Regions from separate parts of the Mus musculus genome. Here region 2 is linked to region 1. The links are chromatin contacts, called in public targeted proximity ligation maps. All regions are on one chromosome and are shown on one strand. The core of a region is the stretch at or near the end of the contact, and the rest is flanking DNA. Distances in the headings are between cores, read along the strand shown. Region 1 has its middle 12 kb from the start of Ap5b1. Region 2 overlaps Rela (v-rel reticuloendotheliosis viral oncogene homolog A (avian)).

What was found.
Region 2: a targeted proximity ligation map of embryonic stem cells shows a contact between it and region 1, with 18 read pairs. A contact is called at or near these places in 11 of 39 promoter capture datasets (the 3T3-L1 cell line, 3T3-L1-derived adipocytes, HPC-7-derived erythroid cells and 6 more), 3 of 484 Hi-C or Micro-C datasets (bone marrow-derived dendritic cells, bone marrow-derived macrophages and cerebral cortex), 8 of 130 datasets of targeted methods (the HPC-7 cell line, bone marrow-derived dendritic cells, bone marrow-derived macrophages and 4 more) and 4 of 9 other capture datasets (adipose tissue, embryonic stem cells, liver and 1 more).

The regions. Positions count from the first base shown.
Region 1 is chr19:5,578,311-5,582,385 of GRCm38.p6, forward strand. No RefSeq gene overlaps it. Among named protein-coding and RNA genes, the nearest start is that of Ap5b1, 12 kb to the left of the region's middle.
Region 2 is chr19:5,646,971-5,651,045 of GRCm38.p6, forward strand. Rela (v-rel reticuloendotheliosis viral oncogene homolog A (avian)) reads left to right here. Exons shown (of 11, transcript NM_009045.5): 11 at 1-1,164. The coding sequence ends at 446. Among named protein-coding and RNA genes, the nearest start is that of Rela, 11 kb to the left of the region's middle.

The DNA.
Region 1 (4,075 bases), core at 626-3,125:
TTCTCATAAGCCAATTGTATAACAAAAGGATTTCCTGCTTGAGAATCTCCAAAAATTTTACTAGCTGCTTTTAGTAGCCTATCCACAAAATCCTGGAAACTTTCATCAGGAGCCTGTCTAATACTAGCTAAAGTTCCACTGAGATCCCCTTTAGTCAGTAATTGATTCCAAGTGTGTCAGGTAGCCATTGCAACCTGTGCATACACTCCAATGGCAAACCCAATCTGATTAGCATTGCCTTCATATTGATCTTCTAAAAGCGTGTCAGCATCCCAATCTGGGTTACCTGTCTGAGCATTCATTTTGGCAGTTCTCTTACTAGCTTCATGCCATTAGAACTCCAAAGTAAGAAATCTCTTCTTGACAAAGAAGCCTTACATAGAGTCTTCCAATCTTGGGGGGGTTAAATTTGACTCCATCACTGTATCCAATAAAGCTTGTGTAAAAGGAGCTGTAGGGCCACACTGTGCCACAGCTATTTTTAACTCTTTTATCACCTTGAAATCTAAAGTCTGATATTGTCTGACTCTATTGTTCTGCTGGTCAATTATCTCAACTATAGGGAAAGCTAGCATGTTAGTTGTGTCCTGTCCTTTCCCGAGAGCCTGACTCACAGCTCTTTCTAGCAGCGATTGGTGTATCTCAGAATCACTGCTCTTCCCTGTACTTGACACCTTTTTTTAGCTCCTGTAGTTCATTAGTCAATTTCTGCAGCTCAGTTTCAAACTCTAATTTACTTAGTTGCATGTTCATCTGGGCAGCATCTCCTGCAATAGAGGCCATAGGCAGAGCAGAAAGCTTGCAAGGAGGCCAATCCCTGTCATAATTTTTGGCAGCTCCCTTTTCTGAATGAGCTTCCTCCTCTGATGTTAGCTCATCTTTAGGATCTCTATGCCTTTCTAGCTTAGGGTGGAGAGGGCCCTTTTCTGAGAAAGCCCTCTCTGGCAGGTGTGCTTCCTGAAAAATTTTCAAGCTTTCCCTGGGCACAATCTGACGCCTGCAAGGTTTCTTCATAAGTAGCATCTTTCATGGGTGCCCAGAGGCAGAGGGTGATATTATCTGCCTGAGTGGTTCTCAGAGCCTCTCCAGTTTTCCTCCCAGGTTTTCTTATCTAAAGTTCTTTCTTCTTGAAACCATGGGCAGCAAGAATCTATCTGATCTGAAAAGTTTTCTAACAATTGGTCTTCAAACCCTACCCCTCTCTTGCCTGAAGCAGTTCTTGAAGGCTGCGGACAAATGCCTGTTTAGGATTTTCCAGTCTCATTTCCACTGTCAACCTCTAAGTGGGATCAGCGTTGGGTCAACGCTGCGCCATCTTAGCCCGCATCCCTTTGCACCTACACCAACAGTTTCAAAAAGATGAAAGCTAAGGCTAGCACTAGCATCAACGCTGTATGTTGTGCTTACCGTTCAGGGTACCATCTTCTTCTGTCCCTCGGATGAGCTCTCCATGTCCAGTCCCCACGTTCAGGTGCCACCTGTAGCCACAGAGAAGTGGGTTCCTGGAAGGAGAGCTGGGGATGGATGGGAAGGACAGATGAGAAAGGAATGAGACCAAGACAAAGTTTCTGATCAAGGCCCAATGTTTAATTCTTTTTTCTTTTCTTTTCTTGAGACAGGGTTTCTCTGTACAGTCCTGGCTGTCCTGGAACTCACTCTGTAGACCAGACTGGCCTCAAACTCAGAAATCCGCCTGTCTCTGCCTCCCAAGTGCTGGGATTAAAGGCGTGCACCACCACTGCCAGGCCCCAATGTTTAGTTCTTAAGTCTGAATTTAAAGGAGGAAACCAATCCCCCACTTTGCCAGGATCTCATCAGTAAAACAAGCTCAGCTGCTCAGCAGGTAGCGCTTCTTGCAGGAAGCTCCAGAGGTGGCAGACAATAGACTTCCTCTAGGTCGGAAGACTCCACCCTAAGTAGACTAGAGTGGCTATGGCAAAACAAGGTCTGATTCAGCCCACTGAAGGCTGGAAGAAGGGCTCAGACAAAACTGCAGCATGGCCTCAGTCAATTCTCAGGCTGAAGGCAGGTTTATTTTTTCCCAATCCACTTGTATACCATTTTAATTACATGCAAGTATTAAGGGTGAGCAGTACAATGAGGAATAAGCAAGACAATAAACAAAGTGCCAAGAACTCCCATGGCCACTGTTTCTAAGGGCTTATCATGATGGTCAAGATATCTAAACCTGCTTCCCGGTCCTAGCCCAGAGTCACATACATGCCTGAAGCCTACTTCTTTGTTCCACCCTAAAATCAGATTCCTGCCTGATCTTACCTCTTTTGTTTTTGTTTTTGTTTTGTTTTGTTTTTGAGACAGGGTTTCTCTGTGTAGCCCTGTTTTGTTTTGTTTTGTTTTTTGAGACAGGGTTTCTCTGTGTAGCCCTGGCTGTCCTGGAACTCACTCTGTAGACCTCGAACTCAGAAATCTGCCTGCCTCTGCCTCCCAAGTGCTGGGATTAAAGACGTGTGCCACCATGCCCGGCCTGATTTTACTTCTTCGTCATGGCCTAATGTCAGATTCCTGCCTGAAGCCCCTTTCCTTGTCCTGGGCCAATGTCAGATTCCTGCCAAGCGGCCCCTCAAAGGCTCTACACAAGGACACCTCACCATGTAGGCATGATCAGTTACCTCACATTCTTGGCACTTCTCTTCCTGAAGCATGGAGGTGGAGCTAGAGTTCCAGGTGGCTGTGGCCCGTGATGCATAGGTGTTGGAATCTGAGCTCCAATCCTCCTAAGGTAGCAGTGTGTGCCTTTAACCACCAGGCCATCTCTCCAACACTCACATTTAAAAAAAAAATTTTTTTTTTTCCGAGACAGGGTTTTTCTATATAGCCCTGGCTGTCCTGGAACTCACTTTGTAGACCAAGCTGGCCTTGAACTCAGAAATCTGCCTGTCTCTGCCTCCCAAGTGCTGGGATTAAAGGCATGCGCCACCACTCCCGGCTAAAAATATATTTTGGTTGATTTGGTTATGGAGACAGGGTTTCTCTGTGAAGTCCTAGCTGTCCTGGAACTCACTTTGTAGCCCAGGCTAGCCTTGATCTCTGCCTCTGCCACCGCTGCCCAGCATACAGTCGCTTACATGTTAAGCCAGTTTACCAAACCTAGAATAAATCACATTTCATCATGTCATATAATTCTTGTGTGTATGCACGTTAGACTCCGTTTGTTCACTCATTGTGTGCATGGTGCTGGTTTTTATGAGATAAAGTCTGTCCTAGAATCCATGATTCTCTGACCTTATCCTCAAGTGCGGCGCTTACCAACAGGCGTTTGTGATCCATGCGGCTCCAATCTCGTGTCTTCTGCTTGCCCTGCTGTCACTTTACTGCCACGTTCTAACCGATCTCTAACACTGGCAAATGTCACCATGGAGCTCTACGTCTATGCTCGTGGCAGATACGGTTCTGTGGATTGCTTTTTAAAAATAATGTCCTCGTTTGGTTTGGAGTGAGGTGATGCAGGTGACACATTGAGTAGAGAAGTGGTCCCCTTGCTTCTAACTTCTGGAAGAGACTTGAGAGAACTGGGGTACTTTGTACCCTAAATGTTTTTGTTAAGCTCACAAGTAAACTCATTAGACCAGGTACTTTATGAACTAGAAGATTACAAATTGCCACTGTCTGTGTACTGGTGTCTCCCACCCCACTGTCTGTGTACTGGTGTCTTCCACCCCAGTTCATATATCGAGATGTCTCTTTTTCCTGAAAATTCTTATTCTGAAGAATGAGTTTTTTAAATTTTTATTTGTTTTTCTCTCATACAATTCATCCCAGTCAAAGCTTCCTGCCTCCACCTCCTCTGTCCCCCAGATACACACCCCTACTTTCATCTCCTGCCAAGAAAAGAGCAGGCCTCCCAAGGCTATCAACCAAACTCAGTAAGACCAGGCACAAATCCTCATATTAAGGCTGGGTGAGGCAACCCAGAGGAAGAAAAGGCTCCCAAAAGCAAGCAAAGTAATCAGACACCCCACTTCTACTGTCGGGAATCCCCCCAAAACACAGAGCCAATAACCATAACATTTGCCTAGGACCTAGTGCAGACCCATGCAGGCTCTGTGACTGAGTG
Region 2 (4,075 bases), core at 966-3,465, 69 kb after region 1:
CTCAGCCCCCAGCTCCTGCCCCAGTTCTAACCCCGGGTCCTCCCCAGTCCCTGTCTGCACCTGTTCCAAAGAGCACCCAGGCTGGGGAAGGCACGCTGTCGGAAGCCCTGCTGCACCTGCAGTTTGATGCTGATGAAGACTTGGGGGCCTTGCTTGGCAACAGCACAGACCCAGGAGTGTTCACAGACCTGGCATCTGTGGACAACTCAGAGTTTCAGCAGCTCCTGAACCAGGGTGTGTCCATGTCTCACTCCACAGCTGAGCCCATGCTGATGGAGTACCCTGAAGCTATAACTCGCCTGGTGACAGGGTCCCAGAGGCCCCCTGACCCAGCTCCCACACCCCTGGGGACCTCGGGGCTTCCCAATGGTCTCTCAGGAGATGAAGACTTCTCCTCCATTGCGGACATGGACTTCTCTGCTCTTTTGAGTCAGATCAGCTCCTAAGGTGCTGACAGCGACCCTGCTCAGAGCACCAGGTTTCAGGGCACTGAAGCCTTCCCGAAGTGCGTACACATTCTGGGGAGTGTGCTCCAGCTGCCCCCGACTTGTTTGGGTGATCTCTCTGGGGCGGCACGTTTTACTCTTTATCTCGCTTTCGGAGGTGCTTTCGCAGGAGCATTAACCTCCTGGAGACGGAGCTGGGAGGACTCGGTGCATCCCTGTGTTGATAGCTCCTGCTTCGGTAGGGAACTCTGAGATCCTGCTTCCATCTCCAGCTTCTAGCACTCTCCTAGAGAGGGACAGACTGGAGCCATGGCCTTAGGCCATATAGCCTTACTATCAAGTGTCTTCCTCCACGCGGATTCCTGTACACCTTGATCCAAAGCAGTGCTCCCAAGAGCAGCTCCTACGTGGTGCTGCCCGACACCAGCACATGAGGGGCCGCTCTTCTGTCCTGTGGAGCTCCTGCCCTGCCAGCTCTCCATGCTGAGCTGTGGCCAAGGGGAACAGGTGGGATGTTGCTGGCCGCCTTCAGAATCGGGGGGAGTTTAGTCTGAGACATCCCTGCTCCCCCTTTTTTCAAGTGCCTTAATAGCAGGGCAAACTGTAGAGTCAGGAGGGCAGGCTAGATGCTCAGCCACAAGACAGCCTTTACTGAAAAAGCTATTGGACTCTTGCTCTTTCTAGCTCTGAACTAATAAATGTCTTATCACGCTGGCCAGAGAGTAGCTGTCTTTCAGCAAACACTGAGCACACTGTGTTGCCCACTTCAGGTTGTCTGATGGTGAAAGAATTGACTGTGTACCGTCATCCAGGGGTCTGGGACTGGAGGATGCCTCCTGCAAACTCTTGATTCCTATTGGCAAATGTTACAGCAACTAGGACAGGGCTTCCACTACAAAAGGTTCAATAGGAGTGGGGTTCCTTCACATAACGTAGATCCCTCTTGCTCCAGGAGTTAGGTCAGCAGAGACATGGAACAGCCTGGTGGGGAGGTGATGGTGGGACCATCCTGGAAGTGATGAAGAACTCTGCACAGCAGTTGCCAGGTTTTTCCATTAGCTCAGGCTGAAACAAAACAGCCATTTTGCATCCCTAGTGATCAAGGTCATCTTGAGCTTACTGGATTTGAGACCGGCCTGGTGCCACACTGTCTTAAAACAGCTGTTCACATCCCCGCTCCCAAAAAGCCTGCTGTGCTGGTACATGCCTTTGCTCCCAGCCCTCCAGAGGCAAAGGCAGGAAGGGTGAGTTAAAGGCCAGCAAGGTCTACTCCGGGAGACCTTGTCTCAGAAAACAATACAAAAACCGGTCTGCCCTAGGACTTTTGATATTCTGTACCAGGAGGATACCTAGAACCTTTGCCCAGCCTTGGAGACCTAAACAAAGGCCAGGCGTAGCTCTTGTGCTAAAGCTGGACATACTTCCGGTTTTGTCTTGCACAAGCCTAGCAGCTAAAGGGGGCAGTCTTCTCGGGTGCGCATGCGCCCGCCCTGCGCGCACTCAGCACGGGGAGGCGCAGCTAAGCGGTGGGGAAACCCCTATGCTGAGAGATCTGTAAGTGTATAGTGAGCGAGCTGCAATAGTTCCAGACCCTTGGGAATAGGCTCTTGTGCAGAGCCTGATAGATTGTCCCTGCAGGAGAAGATGCGGTCGAGCTGCAAATGTTGGGGAAATGGAAGAAAGTCTCCTAACACAAACACTAGGTGCACATGCTTAGAGGGCGGGCGCAGAGGCGGGCCTGAAGCGAGGGTGTATAAAACCTAAGGACCCAGCTAAACTCAGCTCCAGATGGGGCGGAGCCCATCTGACCTTGGCTGTTTTGGAATCAGATCCAGGCGACCTTGCCCTGGAGCCGGGGCTGGGAGCCGGGACCCCTTTGAATGATAAGGCTTGAAGCTGAAGGCATCCTGTAGTGGTGCAGTTCAGATTCTCAGCCTCAGTTTAGGCAGTGTCTTGTTCTTGGCTTTCTGGCCTGCAGTGGCCTCTGGTGACCCCCGGAAGCCTTCTTTTAGTCCTTCCCACACTCCCTGAATGACCTCACCATGTTAATGGTTCATCCATCCTAAATCTTTGTCTTTAGCCCAGACTTCTGTCCCCTGGGCGCTAGCCATTGGACAGTTCTACTCTGATGTCTCCCAAACTCACCCTGTTCCAAGTGACCACAGTCAACCCAGGCTGTTCCTCCTCCTTCCTCTCGGTCTCAGCTGTTACCCTCCAGTGGCTCCAGCCGGAAACATCGTCACCACTGTGGATACTACCTCTTCTCCCTTACCAGCAATGTGCAACCAGTCTTTCACAAGGTCCTCCCTCCAGGACGGCTGCTACAGCTTCCTTCGGCACTAGTCTGCCTATTTGCAACCAAAAAGCTGACACCTAGACCTTCCTTACCACTCTCTCTTTAAACATCTGTCAACCACAGAGTCAGATCCCAAGGGCCTGAAGACACCTGCCCAGTGACCCGGGCCTTCCCTCCCACCTTCCTCACTGCCCCGTGAGGCTGCTCACCACCGCCCCTATGATGATTAGGCTTCGCTGTCAACTCGAATCCTTGTGAGGGGTTCCAAAGTGGTTTAACCAATGGAAGATTATGAGTGGCATCATTCCTTAGAGCCCCATAGTGAGTAAAAAAGAGAGAGAGAGAGAGAGAGAGAGAGAGAGAGAGTGCGAGCTGGGTGTAGTGGCGCACGCCTTTAATCCCAGCACTTGGGAGGCAGAGGCAGGAGGATTTCGAGGCCAGCCTGGTCTACAGAGTGAGTTCCAGGGCAGCCAGGGCTGCACAGGAGAAACCCTGTCTTGAAAAAACAAACAAGAAAGAGAGAGAGAGAGAGAGAGAGAGAGAGGGAGAGAGAGAGAGAGAGAGAGAGAGAGAAAAGAGAGAGACTGAAAATAACTAAGCCCCAGCAAGGATTTTTCTGCTCCCAGACTGGATACAATGTATCTGCTCCCACCAGCAGGTACCGGATCCCCTGAACCAGAGCCAAAATTCTTACGTGAGTTTTGTTTGTTTTGTTGGTCTGTATTTTATCCCAGTAATAAGAAAATATGTTCAACCAGGAAAAGCTAGGCCACATGGAGGAACCACTGCTCCGGGATCCCTAGTGGATCCCTAGTGGACCTTGCATGACCCTTTCTGACCCAGCTTAAGGCTCTGTAACCCTGATTCCTTCGAGTACCTCAAATTCGGCCCAGTGGCTCCTAGAGTGTTTCTCCTGGAATACCTGTGACATCTGCTGGTGAACTCAACTTTCAAAACTCAGTCCTTTTATTAGCCTCCTCAGAGAAGGCTTCCTTGTGCTCATGGCCCCACTGTTACTCAGCCATGTTTATCCTGTCCTCTCTCAGGGTCTGGGCTTCAGCAGAGGCAGCCCTGGGGAGAGGCTGATGAGGCACTGGCTGGGGCCTGCAACAGGTGATCCATCCAGTGGTAGTCAATGATGCTCTGAAGCTCAGCTTAGCAGGGCCTATTTGGGAATTCCATACTGCATGGCCAGAGCCCACCCCTGGTTGTCCTGCTCTGCAGGCTCGAAGTGTTCCCTCTCCTGCTCCAAACAGACAGGCATGAAGCGTGGCCACCTGCTTTCCAAGAGAACCCAATAAATGAAGGGGAGCCAAGGGGTGTTCTATCCTCA